Linked DNA regions of Hordeum vulgare: region 1 is linked to region 2. The links are chromatin contacts, called in public Hi-C maps. All regions are on one chromosome and are shown on one strand. The core of a region is the stretch at or near the end of the contact, and the rest is flanking DNA. Distances in the headings are between cores, read along the strand shown. Region 1 has its middle 26 kb from the start of LOC123424355. Region 2 holds the start of LOC123424352 (disease resistance protein RGA5-like).

What was found. A called contact is a pair of places that touch in the nucleus more often than the background predicts.
Region 1: a Hi-C map of leaf shows a contact between it and region 2, with 2.7 times the contacts expected there. The contact joins the enhancer-like site here to the promoter of LOC123424352 in region 2. A contact is called at or near these places in 3 of 6 Hi-C or Micro-C datasets (leaf and seedling).

The regions. Positions count from the first base shown.
Region 1 is chr2H:8,562,883-8,570,015 of MorexV3_pseudomolecules_assembly, reverse strand. No RefSeq gene overlaps it. Among protein-coding and RNA genes, the nearest start is that of LOC123424355, 26 kb to the right of the region's middle. Within about 2 kb of position 1,430, at least 3 of the 3 cell types and tissues checked have open chromatin away from gene starts, as enhancers often do. A contact at or near this core is called in leaf and seedling, where this site is marked.
Region 2 is chr2H:8,302,591-8,310,225 of MorexV3_pseudomolecules_assembly, reverse strand. It overlaps LOC123424352 (disease resistance protein RGA5-like), which reads left to right and starts at 3,040. Exons shown (of 7, transcript XM_045107956.1): 1 at 3,040-3,211; 2 at 3,399-4,100. The coding sequence starts at 3,409. LOC123429108 reads right to left here and starts at 898. Exons shown (of 2, transcript XM_045113174.1): 1 at 567-898; 2 at 1-481. The coding sequence starts at 842.

The DNA.
Region 1 (7,133 bases), core at 181-2,680, 260 kb before region 2:
GAAGGGAGCCGCGGCGGAGGAACTGCGCGGTGGCGATGCGGCCTCCTCCTTCACGGAGCCACGTCGGCGTCCCGACGAGGAGCCAGCCTCGCGGTCGTGGTTGCCCTTGCAACAGGAGTTCCACAGGCCCATGGCTGCTGCGAGGTAGGCGACCAGCGAGTTCGAGGAGGCTGCTAGGGTTCGCGGTTGTCGGGTTTCGAGGAGGCCGCGGGGTGGCGATGGAAACTATGGACGATGACCGGTCCACGGCTTTTCCATTTAAGAAGGACCGCGACCGTTCCCTGGGTGGATGACAGACGGACCCGGCCGCTCGTGCGTATTGATGTGGGCAGGTGGGAGGTAGGTGGCTGCCTGCCACGCATCCACGACGCGGACGAACGCGTGTCCGTTTGATGTCCGTCGCGACCCAAATCATGCACAAATTTACGCTCGAAATGGATCGTGCCGGACACAAAACGGACAGGATGGGTCCGGGCCGTCTCGCGTTGGGCCGACCTGTTTGTTCTTTTTACCCCAAACGGACGGGGCAGGATAGAATGGGGTCGTGCGGTAGAGTTGGCCTTAGCAGCCGGAAAGAAAAATTTGACCATCCAAAACGAGCAATTGGTCAGATTAACCAATATCAAAACATAGAGAATACGCAATACACATCTCATCACCACATTTTCGAGGGCCCAAACTTTTGGGCACCGTATTAATGCACTATGGTCATCTGATTTTGGGCCCTCGAATTAGAGAGGCTTGATCACAAGTAGAGCTGGTGGTACAATAAACTGTGCTGTTTTGTTTTGTAAAATGCTTGTCATTTACATTTATACACTTTTTCTTCTAATTCAAAATCACATCCAGTCTCGTGCTTGTTCAGGAAAAGAAGAAACATAATGCAAGTAAATTACAAAATCCAATACATTTGAGCTTGGATATCACATAGCCACTACGTACTCTTGCCAAAAATCACAATAAAAACACCACGACTGGGGCAGGTGTATATGACAATAAACGTGTTCTAACAACAAAGTTAGCTGGTGGGACTCATTTGTCGGGCTGATATGGAACGTGTGCGTGGACAAAATGCCCAGCTGGAAATTGGGCCCACCTAACAGTGATTCATTGCCTATCCTTTTTCCATATTTTTCTTCCACCACTCTCCTGTTTTACTGTCAATTATACTTCATTTCCCCTGGTAGGTAACAGCAGCGCTGCATGCTCGCAGTCCTCAAAGTATCCCGCGCGATTTAGAGGTTGGCTGGGTAACAGTGGAAACGCCTTAAAACGTGTTATTCATGGGAGCCAACCCGACCTAGACGACGTTCGGCTCCTGGCTGCCGTCTCTTGATCAGTTCGCTGTCGCTTTGGAATCTTGCACTGATGCTGGCCGGGTTTCTGCAGGTGTCGGTCGACCCATATATAACGTTCAGGTAGCACATGACGCACGAGAGTGTCTCTTGTGGTCCATGAGCGTGCGGGAGATTTTCACGAGTTATTACACATGCAATACTGCTCGCTAATTGACATCCATATATATATAAAAAAAATATATATATATGTATATATATATATGTATATATATATATATATATATATATATATATATATATACATATCGTGTGACACGTGAGTTATTAAGGAGAGAGAACCGGCGAATCCAATTGCCCTTTCTCTTATAGTACTCCACCTTCTAGACGATCGGGACTAATGCCTAAAACCTTTAGTCTTGATTTGCTTACGAACCGGGTCCAGAGGAGCTTCACGTGGTCGTTAGGAAGCGCCTAGACAAAAGGACCTTTAGTCCCGATTGGTAACACCGACCGGAACCAAAAGGTGGTCACACCTCAACAGCTGCCAGGCTCTGGGGGTTTTCATATTGTGTTTCCCCCTTTTATTTCTATGTTTACCATTTTATTTTATGCTTTTCATTCAACTCGACTCTAGCTACTACATATAGCAATGAAAGAACAATTACACAATAGCACCATGATCAATATATAGAAAGAACCATCAATATCACTTGAAAGTTGTTCAACCTAAGAAACAAATAACATCAATGTATCAGACATTCATCTTAACATACTAACTAATTAACTAACAGTTCTTCAACTGATAGTTCTAAACATGGTCACCCAACCATCATGTGACAGCCCTTGCGGCTGCTCTTCCTTATAGTGATTACGACAAGGGTATCAGGATGCAAGCTTTGACACCAATCCGGATGACTCTAAGTAGCAAACCAAATTCGTATAGTGGATCAACCATTTGGAATATTTCCAAGTGGGGCGTGGTAGCAGCAGCTACAGAATGACATGGAGATTTTTAAAGTACATACAGATCTGAATGTTGCAGTCCGACTGACTAAAACCTCTCTCACAAGAAAAACATGATCAAACCCCAGAACTCATTCCGTGTTAATCACATAGTGATGTGAACTAGATTATTGACTCTAGGTCAAGTGGTAGACTGTTGGAAATATGCCCTATATGCAATAATAAAGTGGTTATTATTGTATTTCCGTGTTCATGATAATAGTTTAATATCCATGCTAGAATTATATTGATTGCAAACTAGAATACAGTGTAGGTACATAGACAACACTGTGTCCCAGTGAGCCTCTAATGGACTAGCTCGTTGATCAAAGGTGGTCAAGGTTTCCTATCCATGGAAAGTCCACCTTTGTATGGAAGGGAAGGAGGGGGACTATATAGGATTCCACCTGCTCCCCCTTGGCTGCGCCCTTGGGCTTGGAGAGGCTGTTCCCCACGCCCCTCCACCTATATATAGAGGGGAGGGGCACCCCAAGAGCACACACGAAGCCCTTGGCGCCCCTCTCTCTTCCTAGATCGTTTTCTCCTCTGTTCGCGGTTTCGGTAGCGCTAGGCGTAGCCCTGCCGTGATAGCACCACCACCATCGCCACCATGCCGTAGTGTTGATGGAGAACTCATCTACTTCTCTGCCCTTGCTCGCTGGATCGAGCAGGCGGAGACGTCATCGGGTTGTACGTGTGCTGAAGGCGGAGGTGCCATCCGTTCGGCATTTGATCGGGAGTTGCGGGACGGATCGTGATAGGATCACAAAGACATTCGACTACATCCACCAGGTTTCTTTACGATTCCGCTAAGCGATCTACAAAGATATATAGATACAATCTCTCCTCTCATAGATGTGCATATCCTAGATTGATGTTGACGAGCGTAGGAATTTTTTTTGTTTCCCATGCAAAGTTCCCCAACAGTAAAACCTTTAGTGAAGTATATATACTGCACTAGTTTTTTACCCTTTTTAGCCTGTCCCCTAAACTTAACGGAGTAATTTTTAATTTGATCAAATTCAAAGCAATTTGAACTGAAAATAACATGCATTAAAACATAAACATAGATAGTTTTGCACAACCAAACGTAAAGCATAAATTTAAACTAAACTAAGCAACTAAACTACTTTCGGTCGAAGGTGAGGTCTAGCCAATCGTTCCTCGTCACGTACGGTGTGCCGTGATTTGGAGCAGTGCAGTCGTTGTGGTCGTCAGGGAAGACATTCCTTCACTCATCGCCATGAATCTCTTCGTCCTCTCCGCCCAACTCACCGCCCTTCACGCTGTCGTCGTTGCCACCTTCGACCTCGTCGTCAAAGGAGAGCACGATAACCTCGCCGTCCTCCATGTAGCCATTCTCACCACCTTCGACCTCGTCAGAGGAGGAGAGCACGATAAGCTCACCGCCCTCCACATCGGCAAAGATCATCCGCTTCACCACCACGAGCTCTGGGTGCTGCCGGCGGAGCTCTTGCATGTAGGCCTCGGCAGTGGCCTCGACCTCGAGGCGCTCCCTCGGCTCGCGACCCTCCTCCCACGCCATAACCGAGCTCACCACCCCTGGCTCCAGTGGGACGAGGTGGACGAGAGCCGTGTCGAAGGGTAAATTGAGTACGGTCGTTGCATAGTGCTAGCGGACCTGCCAGCGATCATATTCCATGGCCGCGAGCTTGACCGTGTGGAAGCTACTGAGCCACTGGTGGGTGTGGATCTCCCGATTCGTAATTTTGGTGACCCACTTCCCCCACCACCATTGCCGGACCCCGAGGTAGGGCCTTGTCCGCGATCGGGTCTGAGGGAGGACGGGGAAGTCCTTGAACCGGTGTAGGTGTGTGACGGCGGGCAATCGGGCGACCGACGATGACGGCTTGATGAAGAGCCGGTGGAGGACGACCCGCATGCGTGGCATTGCGGATCCGTGCTGAGGATTGGCGGCTGGGACCGGCGGCCACCACGACTGATCATCGAAGAGGCGGGGGAGGGCGAGGGGAGTACCGACGATGTTGTGAGGGAGAAGACGAGGCGGGGAAAAGAGTAGGTGAGTTTACTAGCCGCATAGGGATGGACCAAATATACTCCCAATTTTAAGGATGGAGTAAAAATTTCTACTCGACTAAGTCGTATAGGGGATCAGCTAGGTCAAACTTAGTGGAGTGAAATGCCAAATTTACTCCACTAAGTGTATTTACAACTACAACTTGCAAATCCGACCCCTCAAACATTTGCGGATGTGCCCGGGGCGCGTCCGCGGACAATGACCGGTCACGCCTTAAATAATGCATTCTACAATCGGATATCTCAAATTAGAAACCTCAAATCCATATTATTACATGCAACGTAAACCTTATACAAGCGGAGCGTGCCGGCTCCGTCGTGCCCATGTCTGGCGGAAGGTATTTTATTATAGTTTCCATGAGCATTGTTGTAGGAATTACCAAAATTATTAGAGGGGTTACTAGGAAAAGGCCTAGGATTAAAGTTACCTCTATAAGCATTGTTGTTACCAAAGTTATTCCTACCAACAAAATTAACATCGAAATTTTCATTGCAATTCTCAATCAAGGAAGATAAAGGCATATCATTTGGATCTAGAGGAGCACTTTTACTAGCAAACAACTTCATTAACTCATCCATCTTAGCACTCAAAGGGTTAATTTCTTCTATAGCATGCACTTTTTTACTAGTAGATGACCTTTCAGTGTGACATTGATAATAATTGGTCATGATATTATCTAGGAGTTTTGTAGCTTCTCCTAGTGTGATTTATATAAAAGTTCCACCAGAGGCGGAATCCAAGATATTTCTAGAAGCAAAATTCAAACCAACATAGAAAATTTATATAATCATCCAAAGACTTAGGCCATGAGCGGGACAATTTCTAATCATCAATTTCATTCTCTCCCAAGATTGTGCAACATGTTCATGACCTAGTTGCTTAAAATTCATGATATCATTACGGAGAGAGATAATCTTAGCAGGTGGAAAATTTACACTTGTTCCATGAATCAATACTATTTTTGGGTAAAGATGAAAACCAAGTTTTTGCTCGATCTCGTAAAGAGAACGAAAATAGCTTCAATCTAATCATATCATTATCCACATCTTTCTTCTTTTGCATATCGCATAACTCAATAAAGATATTAAGATGGGATGCGGCATCTTCACTAGGAAGGCCGGAAAATTGCTCTTTCATAATAAGATTCAACAAGACAGCATTAATATCATATGAATCCGCACTAGTGGCGGGAGCAATTGGACTACTAATAAAATCATTGTCATTAGTATTAGAGAAGTCACACAATTTAGTGTTTTCAGACATGGTGACTTAGCAAGCAGACAAGCACACAAGCAAACAGAAAGCAAGCGAAAGAAAGGGCGAAAGAAAAAGGCAAAAAAAGAAAGGCAAATATTTTTGTATTTTTTTTAGAAGTGGGGGAGAGGAAAACGAGAGGCACAAGAAAAATAATGTAAATGCAAGAAATGAGTTTGCGATAGGTACTTGGTACATATGCTTCACTTGAATACTCCCCACCAACAGCGCCAGAAATTCTTCCTGCTACTTCTTGAGCTTGCGTTGGTTTTCCCTTGAAGAGGAAAGGGTGATGCAGCAAAGTAGAGATAAGTATTTCCCTCAGTTTGAGAACCAAGGTATCAATCCAGTAGGAGTATCAAGATGAGGCACCAAGGCACCTGCGCAAAAACAAACAAACTTGCACCCAACGTGATAAAGGGGTTGTCAATCCCTTTACGATTACTTGCAAGGTGAGATCTGAAAGTGATAAAAGGTAAAAGGAAATAAAAGTGCAGCAAGGTATTTTTGATATTTTTGTATGTAGATCTGAATATGTAAAGTAGACCCCGGGGCCATAGTGTTCACTAGAGGCTTCTGTCATGATAGCAAATATTACGGTGGGTGAACGAATTACCGTCGAGCAATTGATAGAATCGCGCAAAGTCATGACGATATCTAAGGCAATGATCATACATATAGGCATCACGTCCGAGACAAGTAGACCGATACTGTCTGCATCTACTACTATTACTCCACACATAAACCGCTATCCAGCATGCATCTAGTGTATTAAGTTCATAACAAACAGAGTAACGCCTTAAGCAAGATGACATGATGTAGAGGGATAAATCCATGTAATATAACATAAACCCCGTCTTTTTACCCTTGATGGCAACAACATGATGCGTGCCTCGCTACCCCTTTTGTCACTAGGTGAGGACACCGCACGATATGAACCCAAAACCAAGCACTTCTCTCATTGCAAGAATTATAGATCAAGTTGGTCAAACGAAACCCATAACTCGAAGAGAATTACAAGAATACGAAATCATGCATATAAGAAATCAGAGGAGACTCAAATAATATTCATAAATAATCTGATCATAAATCCACAATTCATCGGATCTCGACAAACACACAGCAAAAGAAAGTTACATCGGATAGATCTCCATGAAGATCATGGAGAACTTTGTATTGAAGATCCAAGAGAGAGAAGAAGTCATCTAGCTACTAGCTATGGACCCGAAGGTCTGTGGTGAACTACTCACGCATCATCAGAGAGGCAATGGTGTTGATGAAGAAGCCCTCCGTGTCCGAATCCCCCTCCGACAGGGCACCAAAACGGTCCCCAGATGGGATCCCGCGGAGACAGAAGCTTGCGGCGGCGGAAAAGTATTTTCGTGGCTCTCTCTGTTGGTTTCGGGATTTTAGACAATTTATAGGCGAAAGTGGTAGGGAAAGGAGGCACGGGGGGCCCACAAGCCTTCTAGGCGCCCCCCTCGGGCGTGCCTAGGGGGCTCGTGACCTCCCACGAGGCC
Region 2 (7,635 bases), core at 1,791-4,290:
TCGTCACATACCTACTCACCCAAATCAACCGGTTAGAGTCGCTGAGCGACATGAAAGCTCTTGCTATCTTGGGATTGTCCACAAGATGGGCATAGTAGTGAGCAAGGTATCCTTCAGCAAATCCAATAGTGCCGGAGACAACTTCCCAAAGGTCATCAGGTATAGTATCGTCATCTCCAGCAGACTTCACAAGAGCTGCAGCTACAAGTTTGAACCCATCTTGAAGAGTTGTCATCAACGGATCATCCTTATTTTTCACCACCTTAGCCTTCTTTTTTGCTGGTTCATTGGGATTTGAGGACTCACCAACATTTGGTGACATGTTCACCTCACCATTGTCATCATCTTCTATGTCAATGGAAAGGTCATCATTACCAGACCTTGCATTCTTTCCTGTAGCAGTTTTTTGCATGAAAATTGTCTCCATCGCACGGTAGTGCTTAATTGGGGTATTCAAGAAGGCCACGTCAGATTTGTGATCCTACAAAAATTGTTCAAATGATTTGCCTGATAGTACAAAAATTGTTTAAGAAGGCCATGTCAAATCTTCATGCATCAAAGCTTACCTTGCAATGACCTGCATAGTGATCATCGCTCAGCCTGATAGTACAAGTATCCTCATCCCATAAAGCTCCACTTAAATTCTTCAATGTGACCAGCCTGCCCCAAATCTTCCTCCACTTCTTAAGATGGTTGTAAACCTGGCCGCCGGTGATCACTAGCTTGAAGTGTTCGTTCAAAGCTGCAGCACATTGGTTGTGATGCATCATCTTGAACCCACTTGAAGTCCTCTTGCCATCAGCAACTAGGTTAGCCAAGAAGCCTAGCATCATGGTGGTCATGGAGTTGGTCCACACAGCTTGTCCACTTCTAGCAGTGGTTGCACTTGCTTCCGAGAGATCAATGGTGTCCATTTCTGTCCAGCCATGAAAATGTATCAAATATAGTAAGTAAAATTCTGTCCAGCCATGAAAATGTATCAAATATAGTAAATAAAATTCTTTCCAGCCATGAAAATGTATCAAATATAGTAAATAAAATTCTGTCCAGCCATAATAATAGATTGTTTCAACAGAACAAATGGTACAACTATCGAGCCATTACATAAACTCAAAGATACATGGTTTTGACATGTAATATGCCATACTACTCAATTTCCATACATGGCCTGCCTATCCACCCACATTTGTGTAGCAATTTGTTGCCTACGGTCAATCGTGGCCCTATGGTCACTTGCTTGTTGCCTTTGTGTTCGAACTGGTTGGGTGGTCCACGTCACCTCCGGCATAATGAATTCATCAATCCCTTCCTACCACGAAAAGAGGCTGCAACATCCTTTGTAACCGATGCTCGCACATGGGTACCATCAATAGCTCCAATGCAATCCTATATATTGACAAAATAGTAAATGGCCTGATTTATATTCTAAATAGCTAAGGAATAGTTTTTTTAAATACCTTGAAATATGGGTCAAACCGATGATTTCCTTCTATTTTTGTTGGGATCTCCAATGAAGGGGGCCTGATATAATCATTACGCAGCTGACCTATGGCATGAAGGACACGTCTAAAGTAGATGCTAATTGTCCCAAATGATCTACAAAAGTTTGTTGCCACAACCCTATTCCGAAGGTTATGTCTAATAGTATGCAAAAAAAATTGCCACTTGTTGCTCCACATCTAAATGTATAGTCGGTTTGAGCAACTTGCGATCCCTCAATATGTCACACAAATGAAAGAAAGGAGCTCTCTCAAACCTCAACATGTTTTTACACTTCACATCACACTGCCAAATTTTGCTACTTAGATAATCAAATCTTTGCCGGTCTCTTTCATGCATAGGGCCATAGGAAATGCAAGCTCTCCTCTTCCTTATTATGGCACGAACAATTACCGCCACTGCAGCAAGAACCACAAAAACAGCAGCACCCCTAATCATCCTCTTCCTTCTATTCACCCTCTTGACCATCTACAATGCATGGACTCTATCAAACATAACAGCAACAAGAAGCCTAGCTTTTCCTAGTACAAGAAAAGTGGAGGGATGGTGCTGGCCAACAAGATGCATACCTTCAGGAGGAGGAGGGGCTGCTGCAGCTTGACGAAGATGGGGTCGGCGCGGCGGGTCGCGCTGGGAGGAGGAGGGCCTGCTGCAGCTCGACGAAGATGGGGTCGGCGCGGTTCTTTCCCCGCCGGCGGCCGTCGTCTCACCGTCGGTGGAGAGCGGCGGCTGGGAGGGAAGAGCGGCGGCTGGGAGGGCGGCTGGGAAGGGAGAGCGGCGGATGGGAGGGAAGAGCGGCGGCTAGGAGGGGAGAGCGGCGGCTGGGAGGGAGAGGGAGAGGATATGGTTCGGGGGTGGGACGTCCTCGGGGGTGAGGGGGTGAGCGGTGAGGCTTTGTTTTTTTCTTTTCTTTTGCGTTTAATCGATGAATAACGAGCCGGTTCCAACGTTTTCCAGGCATCGGTAGATGAAGCATCTTCAAGGAATATCCATTGCATGCGGACGGTCCGGTTCCGGATGAAAACACAAGTGAACACGAGGATGGGCTGCCAGGGACGGAATCAACCCATCCCATGACACCTTATCCTCAAACTGAACACACCCTAAGTGTAGCATTTTTTGCTACTCCCTCCGTCACGGTTTAGAAGGCATGTTTAAAAAATCTCTCGGACCATTGGTTGTGAGATGTAGCAGGTGTAAATGCTAATGCGCCTAATCAACTGAGAAAACACTAGTACTAATGTGTGAGCAGCAAATTGGGAGGGCGCATGCATAAGTAGTACTAGTACTAATTAATAGAAGTAATTGCTTTCGCCTTAAACCTTGTCTATTTTGGAAACGCACGCAAGTTTAACTGTGTTTTCTAAACCGGGACGGAAGGAGTATCATATAAATGTAGTGGGGAAAAACTAGTTTAGTTTTTTCAAACAAGTAGTACAATGATAATGGTACGGATTATATTAGTATTGGAAGTTACCGCCAGCTCGCCATTATTGTTTATTCAAGTGGACCACTAGCCTAGTCGATATGTGTTGCAATATTGATTCGTTGCCTGGTTCTATGTTGACCACTTCTCTTCCGTGAATTGGTCTCTCCTTTCACTCCACATCTGCCGTTCCGGGCCGGAGCAACCTTAACCTGGCGCCGCCGTCTGCTACGAGGAGCAACCTTAACCTGGCTCCCCCGTCTGCTACGAGGAGCAAGCCCACTGGTACGCCGCATGCGTCATCCAGGGATTATTCACGCTAGAAGAAACAGATCTGCTTTCTTTTCTGTTCGCTCCTGGATGCAACGGTTTAGAGTTTCTTCTGATTTTGCATGGACCTCAGACTAATTAGAGTATATCTGGTCATATTAGTGTGATTTCTTGTTGATTTGGTTCGTTGTTTTGTGTGCAGAGAGTTGGACATGGAACTACCTCTGTTTAGTGCTTGTTTGGGTGCCATGGGCTCCCTTTCTATGAAACTAGATGCAATCCGGGATACCAAACTTGAGGATGGCATCCGGAAACTCACAACCCGGCTGCTGAAGCTCTCTAAGGCACAAGACCTTCCCCATATAGCAATAAACTGGATGAAGGATGTGCGCGAGCTGTCCTATGAGATGGAGAACTGTGTCGTCGCCCAAGCAGATTGGATCGAGAAGATGTCCGGATTCAAGGCTCGTGTGAAGGCGGCTAATGAACGGTATGATAGATACCTGCTTGAGACTGTCCCCAGCCGTACATATATTTTTCCTGTCGTTGACCACTGGTTTCCAACGGACGGCGGCCGGAAGCCAGATCCAGTAGTGGGCCTTCATGCCAAGGGCGGAGCGGTTGATACACTCTGCCAATGGCTGGCCGATGGAGATAAGCAGCTCAAGGTTGTATCCATTGTGGGTGTTGGTGGGATCGGCAAGACCACGCTTGCCAAACAGCTATGGCTTGAGAAGAAACTCGGGGACTTCGATTGCCGGGCTTTTGTGCGGACGGCCAAGAAACCTGACATGAGGAGGATCCTCAGGAGCATACTGGTACAAGTTCGTCCCCACCAACCACCAAACACTAGTGGGGTGCACGACCTCATTCACGACATCAACGAGCATCTACAAAATAAAAGGTGCATTTTTCTAGAACCTACCTAGTAGTTTCAATCGCTTCAATTGTATGCTAGTGGAGTCATGCATTTTACATTTTTAAAAAGTTGGTCTCAATTCTCTGAACATATAAGGTATCCACCTCATCATCGCACTAGGCAATGCATTTAATTTTTTTCTTCCACTAAGCCATGCAAAGTGTTCCACATAAGTGCTCTCAACATATAAAATGTACACCTCAACGTTCCACTAAGCAATGCATTTAAGTATTTTCTCTCACTAATTCATGTAAAATCTTTCACATAAGCAAGACATAAATTTAACTTACAAATTACAACTATTTTTTGCATTAGTCTATGTATGTAACGTTGCCACATCATATGTTCATGTTAGTCATCCTTCATATTTTAATTCGAAATAACATTTTTAACTCTTATTTAAAAGTTTGTATTTTATTTTTAGACACGTTATTCTACTGATTTTAAGTTTATAACAACTACTTACACATGTTTTTAACAAAGTTCTCGTAACAACGCCGGGGGGGTGTTCATCCTCACTACTCATGTCCAAATTTTTCTCAATGAAAAAGACACATGTGTGAACAACTCCAAGGAATTTTAAACTCGCATTATGATACATCTTTTCCAAAAATATTTCGAAAGTATAATAAGTCTCATATATTTGTATTTTCATGCTCATATTGTCAATTGTAATATTCACATTCGACATAAATAAGTATCATCTAAACATATTGCCAACAATTCCTACAACAACGTGCTGGGAATTGTCTAGTTTAAAGAAAGAACGCGAATCTAGATATCCCGAGGTAAATATAAAATCACTTTCTTGATTCCATGGATGTACTGTAATTTAGATATACTAGATTATATCCGTGCATTGCTGCGTTAATCTTGTTATTAAAAGAAATACTTAATTAAGTAGTCTTGTTTAAAAGAAAGACGATTCACCCGCCCCCGCCTCGACCTCTTGCTCGGGAAACTCATGCGGCACCCAAGCCCAACATCTAGGCCCTCCGCCACAACTCGCTCCCTCCTCCCTGCCATTGCAGGAGAACGCCATCGGGCTAAGCCTGGGCGGCTGATAGCATTGGCGGAGAAGATCGTTCACTCGCGGCGCAGGGTGGTGCGAGGCATCTTGACGAGCGGGAGTGTGTGCTCCTGGATCTGGGTCTCCATGGTATGTCGGATTGCTTCCTGGCGAGAACACGAGGCGACAGCGTGGTGACGGTTGGGGGCGGTGGTGATGAAGCAACACGTTGGAAGGCATGTTTTGCTGCACGGGGTGGATGCGAGTGGGCTGGTCCACAGCCACACCCAATCGGTATTGGCTTTGGTGGCCGCCATGTTGCTCGGGGTGAAGTGCCGGGGTCCACGAGGACACAGGGAAATCCTAGATTTTCTCGGGATCGAGCGATGACGGTGTTTCTGTGTCGTAGTCCATCTTGAGGGCATTGGTTCAGGAGTGATCTTAGATTGGAGGGACCACCGATGGTGGCGGTGTACATCTTCATGGTGAGGCTCCACGCGCATCCAGTCAGTAGCGAGATCGAGGTGGCGATACATCCGATGAAAACTGTGCCAACTTTGGTCATGGCGGATGATGGCGGTGTCTCCGACATCATTTCCTTATCGTGGCATCGTCATAGCAGGTTGCATCACCATGCTCAATATGCTCGGGGAAACCCTAGGTATGAGACTCCTGGATCGAATGATCGCAGTATCTTTGGTCTCATGCTTCCTTCAAGGAGCATTGCTCTGTAGCAGGTGTTAACTTGGAGCGGTCGAGAGATGGAGTGGTGTTGCATCTTCATCATCGACGACAGCGTGGCACAGTGGGGCCTCGGTGCTGGACCGTGTTCATCGGCGTTGTCAGCCTCGGCAAGGGCAATGCATTTATTACACCTAACGATGGGATGACGAAAGATGGCGGGGGCATATTATTGAGCGTGCACATACGGTACGAGTTGAGGGTCTATTAGATGGATTGGTGTGTCTGGCTCGGCGGCGGGCGGCTTGGTGAGCCGAATTTATCGATGTGTTTGTGTGAGATAGGGCACACGGTATGATGATAGTACTCGTCAAAATGGTGGCCTTGGGTTTGATTCATATATTTATTTTTGTAAGTTTCCTTTTTTAATACTTTCTTCATTTTTTTGCTGCATCCGGGACCGAAATTTGATGCATCGAGAATTTTTGTTGTATGAACATATCTGACGATTAAACAGATCCAATCTAACGGATCAAACAGCCCGTGTGCTGCTTTTCAAAAGTTTCGGCCGACGCGCGCCCGCAGAGCACCGCCCTAACTAGTTTAGGCGCTTTTGGAAAAAATTAACCCGCAGCAGCAGACCTGCACACGGAACCCCCTTCCTCCAGCACAAACGGATTGGACCGGCGGCAGTGGGAATCTACATGCGGCGGCGGAAATTTGAGGAGGCGGAGGGCATCTCCTCCGGCATATCTCCGCGTCTGCTGACGGTGTCGTCACGTGCTTGGCCAGCGTCTCCGGCATCTTCGCATCCGTGACCCGCGTCTCCGGCATCAGCCGCCAACATCTCTGCACATCTACTCCCCACAAAACAAAACAAAAAAAAGATATCTCTGAATCTACGGACGGTCGCCCGCCTGGTCGAGTCCACCGCGAGCGTCTCTGCCTTAGGTTTAATAGCCAAAGGGTCCGTGTGTTGCAACGGGAGAAAAAAATACCTATAGTTGATGTTCATGTTATGAAAACAACTCTCAACTAGGTTGACCTATAGTTGATGTTCATGTTATGAAAACAAGTCTCAACTAGGTGGTTATCTTTGTTAACACAATTGTAAATGAATTTGGAGATGGTCCGTATGCAAACCTTACAACGAAGTCACCATACACCAAAAAGAGTGACACAATGATGTTTTTTTTAAGTTAGTGTTCTCCCTTGGTGAAGCACGACCTAGCACCATGTTAGGGAAACCTTGAGGGATGGTTTGTCCAATGACTGAATGGTCTGCGACTTCTCATCACACTCTCTCGATCCCTAGACCGAGGTTGATCGAATATATTTGCAACTCTTGAGAATCGAGTCTACTGATCCCAGGGCTCTAATGCTATCCCCTTGAGTGTATTCAAGTACTGAGTGAATGAGGATGCATGCCCATATATGGGCATAGGCTAAAGATGCATGACAAATGATTAAGGCTACCCATGGTGGTGGTAGGTAGGAAGGGTAGGATAATGATATGGCTTGTCCTACTCCATGAAGACTACTTAAAGGTGGGTTTTCTCAAGGCTCATGGTGAGCCACCCGTCACATTCTTCTTGTTAATACAGTGAAGTTGTACTCTCGATACAATGACAATTTTCCCAGGAACAAAATGGAAATTATGAATTGCCAATATCCCAATCGAAGAAGCCCTCATGTCCTTTTTGAGGCACAGACAACCATGGAACAACGGGGGCCTCTGTTGAAGTAGATGTGAAGTTTTCCAATCTTATCCGTCAATTGAGGTTCTATTGGTTGGCCTATGAAACTCCAGATGGTGTCATGAGCAATATA